Linked DNA regions of Mus musculus: region 1 is linked to region 2. A link is a contact called in public HiChIP or PLAC-seq data. All regions are on one chromosome and are shown on one strand. Each heading gives the region's core, a stretch centred on a gene start, on an enhancer-like site or on the middle of the called end of the contact. The rest is flanking DNA. Distances are from core to core; before and after follow the strand shown. Region 1 overlaps Hormad2 (HORMA domain containing 2). Region 2 overlaps Gm11958 (predicted gene 11958).

Region 1 (2,906 bases), core at 99-2,598, 100 kb before region 2:
GGAAGATGGCGGCATACAGGCAGGCACTGGAACAGTCTCTGAGAGCTATATCCTGATCCATAAGTAGAGAGGACTCTAGACTTGGCATGGGGTTTTAAAACCTCAAAGCCCACTCCAACTTCTTCCAAGAAGGCCATACCTACTCCAACAAAGCCACACCTCCTAATTGATCTAATTCTTCTCAAATAGTGCTAGTTCCTGATGACTAAGCATTCAAATATATGAGCCTATGGGCTCTTATTCAAACCACCACAGGTTTACACATTTTCAACTTTGTTAGAAAGGACAAAATAGTTTTCCAAAGAACTATACCCATATTTATTATACCAACAGTGGAAGACAGACCTCATATTCTGTAAGCACTTATTATTGCAGAGTTCATGTTTTCAGTGTCTGCTTGGTATGCTAGCACCTCATCATTTTAGCGTATTTCTTATTGTTGATGCTTGAGCATTTTTTCATTAGTCATTCTGGTTTTCTGGTGCATTGAATTATCTTTCTTTATTCATATAAAAATATTCTGGGGCTAGAAAAATAGCTCAGTGGTAACAATTTATACTGCTCTTCCAGAGTCCTTGAATTCAGTCCCTAGCACCCATGTCAGGGGGGATCATGATTGCCTGTAACTCCAGCTCCAGAGGGACCTATTGTCTAGCCTCTGAGGGCACCTGTATTGTGTGTACAGCAGACAGACAGACATATATGCACAATGTACAAAATTAAAAGAAAAAATATTCTGATAATCATTCTTTTTTACTTATTTATGTTACAGTAATTTGTCTGTTTTTGTGGCTTGTCTTATCTTCTTTAAGTGGTCTTTTGGTAAAGAAAGGCTGTTCATTTAATGTAGTCTAATCTTTTATTCTGACATTCTTAAGAAATTATCTACTTAAATATACATATATACACTTTAAACTCTCACCTTTCTTACTCTCTAGCCCTCCTTCTCTCTTTCTCTTATCCCCTCTCTCCACATGGCCATGGCCGGCCTCTCTCCCTTTTTCTACCTTCTCTCTTTCCCCCTGCCTTTCTACAATAAAGCTCTAAAACCATAGACTGTCTCTCTGCTCATCAAGGCCCACCATGCTTGAACGATGAGATAGGCTTTCCTCTAACAAGCCCCCGTCTAACCTCCTACTGAAAGGCCTTCCTGTGCCACCAACTGGACTAAGGACTCTCGCCTGTGTGGGAACCACACAGCACCTCCCTCTCTCCCCACCCTCTCCTCCCTTTGGCCCTGGACTGAGCCATCCCCCGGGGTTGGGGGTGGGGGCATTCTGTTCTCAGGTCTTCCCTGTGTCCAGTGGTGTCTGGGATGCCCGAGGCTGAGAACCTGTTATCTAGAACTGCCTCTTGTCCACCACCTGCCTAGCTGGGGAATTCCAAGAATGTGAGCACAGTACACATGGAACCAGCTGAAGTTGCCTCAGAAAGCAATGGTTGTGTGGCATGCTAGCTAAGAACAGAGAGATGTGTTGAAGTTCACCACATAGAATAATTTCTCTTGTGAGCTCTATTTAAAACTCAAGACCATCAGAGTTACAGATCCTTGCTGGCACAACTCCAGGTTGAATTCTGTACCATCAGCTATTCAAGGACTCCATTAGAATACCAATTGCTTCCTCAAATATGTAACCTTTGCCTGATGAAAGTTCCCTTGCTCTGAACATAATGGAGTATCACTTGGAAGTGACAACTTACATATTCAATAAAAATGAGGTCTTTTTTATTAAAAATACACACACACACACACATATATATACATATATACTATCTACCTCATACCATAAATGAAATAATCTCTGTGTGTTTGTGTGTGTGTGTGTGTGTGTGTGTGTGAGATTTCATTTATGGTATGAGGTAGCTCAGACCCCTTTACAGTTTTATGTCTAATTATTTTATGCATGCAGACAAATAAATAACTTAGTGATACAGCTCAGTAAACAGACACAAACCAAACAGTAGGGACGGCTGGGACATGGGTCAGGCAAGCAAGATGCCCAGGGGAGAGAGTGAGAGCCTCCTTAAGTTGTTCTCCCTGGGTTCTTGCTTGTCTCAACACATCTTGGCCCTGCTGAATAGTCTGACAAAAGCATCAATCAGATCAAGAGGTGGGATACTACCAGCTGCTTAGAAACATAGTTTTAACCTCACAGTTCATACTCCAGTTAGCAAGAGCATTGGCATCCTTCCTTCTGTTAGCATGCATTTTTTGTTCATGCTGTCGCTGGTATCCATTTGGATGTGCTCTGACTTGGGGTCACTAGGACAGGCACTGCTAAGACTTCTGGTGCTCGGTGCTCGGTCAGGACATATTGACGGTGGGAATCAGGTTGGAAGGAGTGGACAGCTGAGTCAAAGGGCATGCATGCAGTTAGCCCGGCTAGGTACAGCTTCCCAAGCGCTTGTGCCGAGGTCCACACAGCTGCTTTGCATCTTCATCCACTTTGGCGATTTCTATCATTTTTATCAGGTATATTTTGTATGCTGAGCATATTTCATCTTGTTAGGGATAAGCATTCTAGTGGGTGGCAGTGATGAGTTGTTGTGGTTTTCATTTTTGTTTCCCTTCTGAATAGTGAAAGTCAGCACACTTGTCTGACTCACTGATGTGTAGGAATTCTACAGATACATTCTGTAGAGAAGTAATCCTCCAAAACAAGTGTATAGTAAATATCTTAACTTCATAAATGTCCTTTTCACTGTTTTATAGAGATATTTTATGAACAGTTCTTTTTTTTTAGAGGAATATAAAACAATTTCTTGACTGCTGTTCACCATTATTTACAACAAAGTATACAATATGCAGTTGAATAGCATTTGGTAATATGAAATGATTTTCTTGGTGTCTATTGAATCAGTAATCAAGAACTGGAAAGGAATGAGTCAGGGTAAAGAAAAAATGT
Region 2 (3,006 bases), core at 424-2,923:
GGAGGCGTGGTTGGGTTTATTAAAAACAAAGAGGAAGGTTTTATTTAAGGAAAGAATAAGGCACACTAAAGAGTGTGGTGTGGGCTTAAGAAAGGGTCAAGTCAAGCGCCAGCATTTGCTGTGCAGACGCTTTCGGCGGTTCTCAGTACATCTCAAAGGTTGCTAAGAAGCCTTTTTTTTTCTTTTTTCTTTTTTCTTTTTGGTAAATGGATTATAGGGTGGGATTATAATCTGATAAGGTAAAAACCAGAAGCCACTGGAGTTGCACAAGGGATTTAGAATGTGTCTTTTACTGTAAATGAGGCTTCTGGTTAGAGTCCTAGAAAATTGTAGGCTTCTAGCTGGGAAGGGGGAATGACCTTAAGCAAATGTTGCTAATGGTGCTGGAGTTCTTGATCCTTAGTTGGTGAGGAGCTTAAGCCTGGGTGAGGGGCTCCTTCCTCCTCCCACGTCACCATCATTTTCTCTATCTTCCTGTCCTTCTTGGTACCCAAGGGGGTTGGAACATCAAGGTATGGGCAGGGGTGCACGCGGCCTTACAATTTCTAAAGTTCTTTAACGTGGGGACCACATCTCAGTAAGTATTGGACACTCAGCTCATGATGAGATGAAAGCGACCATGCCATGAAGGATCTTCTTTCCGGGATGAGACATAGTCATGAGAACTGTTTTCAGCTTGGCTGCAGGCCTGTGGAGACACATAATGTCCACCTTCACATAATCACAGGGCTTTCCTGGTATACCTCTTCAGTATCGTTCCGGGGATGGCATTCAGGGGGAAGTTGGGATTGGCTCAAAATACTTTTGGCTCAAAGACTCAAAGGATCTCTGAACTGTGGCTGTCTAGCTCGGCCGTGTACCCGGAGCAGTAGTGAGTGACCTCACTCTTCACTCATCTGACAAATATGTACAAGGCCTATTGTGTGCCAAGTGGCAGACCCGGGGCAGGGACTGAGACAATGGCAGACACCTGAGAGCTGCAGCCTGGCCTTCAGGAAGCCTGCTGGTGGCTCCTCCGAAAAGGTCTTGCAGCTGGCTAGGCACGTGCTGCAGGGCTTCAGAGTTGACACGCAAGATCTTCATGATCCCTAAGGAGTCAATGAAGAAATGTGTCAATGAAAAAAGAATCCAGGGTGAAGAGAGGGAGAATGTTTTAAACCCAGATTTAAGCGAACACAGCCTTGCCTTGGCAGATCACACGCACAAGAGCGGGCTCCCTCACACTATCACACAAGCCGGACCCTCAGCAGAGAATTTTTATCTGCAGAAGTGTCAGCTTCTAGCCTCCTGCTTCCAATTACAGTGTTCTAGCCTTACCCCACCCACCCTGTACTCCACAAACAAACAGCTTAGACCCGCCGCCGCTGCTGCTGTTGCTGCGGCTGGAACCTCCTCCACTTAGATATCAAATCCCTCTCCTAAATTGCAGCAGACAAAATAGCTGAAGTCCTAGGTGTTTCCCCTCTGCCCAGGACACCCAGCCAGGGAAAGCAAATTGAGAAGCCTAAATCAAAGGTTTTCAACAGAGCCAGGCCCCAGGGTGGGAGGGAGAGGCCTCTGCTTTCAGCTCTCAGCCTCTGCTGTTACTTCTTGAGCCAAAACAAAGCCGGTCCCAGGGAAGTTAATCTGCCCTGGATAGAACAGGGCCACTCCCTGAGGTACAGAGCCAGCTGTGGGCCCAGAGCAACCAGGCCCAGGAAGCTGGGCCTGATGAGGCTGTGGGCCTAAGAGGGAGTGGCTACCACTAAGGACTGGATCTGCATCTGCATGCTTGCCTGCTGCCTCTTGATTGATTGTAAAGATAAGTGTGTTTTAAAAGATTTATGGGGGCAGGGCGTGGTGATGCACACCTTTAATCCCTGAACTGGGGAGGCAGAGACAGGTGGATCTCTGAGAGTTTCGAGGCTAGCCTGATCTACATAGTTTCCGGACAGACAGGGCTACACAGTAAAACAAGACAAAACAAACAAACAAGCAAAAAAACCAAAACAAAACCAAAATTGGGGCTGGAGGCCCACCTCCCACGGGAATGCACTGGCATACACAAAACCCTAGATTGGAGTTCCAGTGTAACACAAACTAGACATCTGGGCACGGTAGCACTTGCCTCTAGTCCACGGGGTAGAGGACAGAGGCAGAGGATAGGAAGTTCAAGGTCATCCCAAAGCCAAGGGTAGCCTAGGCTATACAAGATCCTGTCAAATATTTACCCTCATACTCTTAGGCACACGTGTACACACACACATACACACACACACACACTTTAACACACATGAACCTTTACACTTATGAAAACACACTCTCGCACATGCACACCCATCCTTCCTAACACAGATGCCTTTCTGGGTTTGTGTTGGATTTGTCAAGAGATGAAACAGTCCCTTGGTATGTCCCATGTGCACCGTACCAAGCTGTACCCTGGTTTTCACACATCCCTGGTAGCTCTTCTCTCCAGGAGCCTTATGAGGCTCTGTGAAACAACAACATGACCTACCCTTTGATGACCACACAGAGCCCAGGACTTTGCACAGGACTAACTTCTGTTTAAAGCTGACAGTCAGGCTGGAGAGATGGCTCAGTGGTTAAGAGCACTGACTCCTCTTCCAGAGGACCTGGGTTCAATTCCCAGCAACTACATGGTGGCTCACAACCATCTGCAATAGAATCCAGCACCCTCTTCTGGTGTGTCTGAAGTCTGAAGACAGCAACAGTGTACTCACATACATAAAATAAATCTTAAAAAAAAAAAAGCTGACAGTCTGTCTCACATAGACTGTACAGGTCAGCCGACACTGGTACAGAACAGGTCTCTAGCCACCCATTGTGGAGAAAACACAGACAACAGCTGAGTCTCAGATTCTCGGTCAGAAAAAGAGGCGAGGGCACCTGCCTCCCAGAGTCTGGGTCAGTCGGTGAAGCTCCACACGCGGGGAGGGAACTTGTTCTGTTTTGCTGCCTTAGGTCACCAGAATTTCCAGGCTCCCAGTTTACAGGGCACTGGCCATG

The links. HiChIP or PLAC-seq counts read pairs in DNA pulled down with a chosen protein or histone mark.
Region 1: a contact with region 2 is called in an H3K27ac HiChIP or PLAC-seq map of extraembryonic endoderm stem cells. The contact joins two enhancer-like sites. A contact is called at or near these places in 1 of 15 datasets of contacts at CTCF or cohesin (the NIH/3T3 cell line), 9 of 484 Hi-C or Micro-C datasets (the HPC-7 cell line, the Patski cell line, bone marrow-derived macrophages and 4 more) and 10 of 115 datasets of contacts at active chromatin or transcription factors (CD8 T cells, bone marrow-derived dendritic cells, embryonic fibroblasts and 6 more).

The regions. Positions count from the first base shown.
Region 1 is chr11:4,402,888-4,405,793 of GRCm38.p6, reverse strand. The region is part of intron 10 of Hormad2 (HORMA domain containing 2); the gene reads left to right. Among named protein-coding and RNA genes, the nearest start is that of Hormad2, 37 kb to the left of the region's middle. Within about 2 kb of position 1,348, at least 25 of the 459 cell types and tissues checked have an H3K27ac peak or open chromatin away from gene starts, as enhancers often do. A contact at or near this core is called in extraembryonic endoderm stem cells, where this site is marked.
Region 2 is chr11:4,301,153-4,304,158 of GRCm38.p6, reverse strand. It overlaps Gm11958 (predicted gene 11958), which reads right to left. Exons shown (of 4, transcript NR_166831.1): 3 at 971-1,088; 4 at 11-688. Among named protein-coding and RNA genes, the nearest start is that of Gm11958, 17 kb to the right of the region's middle. Within about 2 kb of position 1,673, at least 121 of the 459 cell types and tissues checked have an H3K27ac peak or open chromatin away from gene starts, as enhancers often do. A contact at or near this core is called in extraembryonic endoderm stem cells, where this site is marked.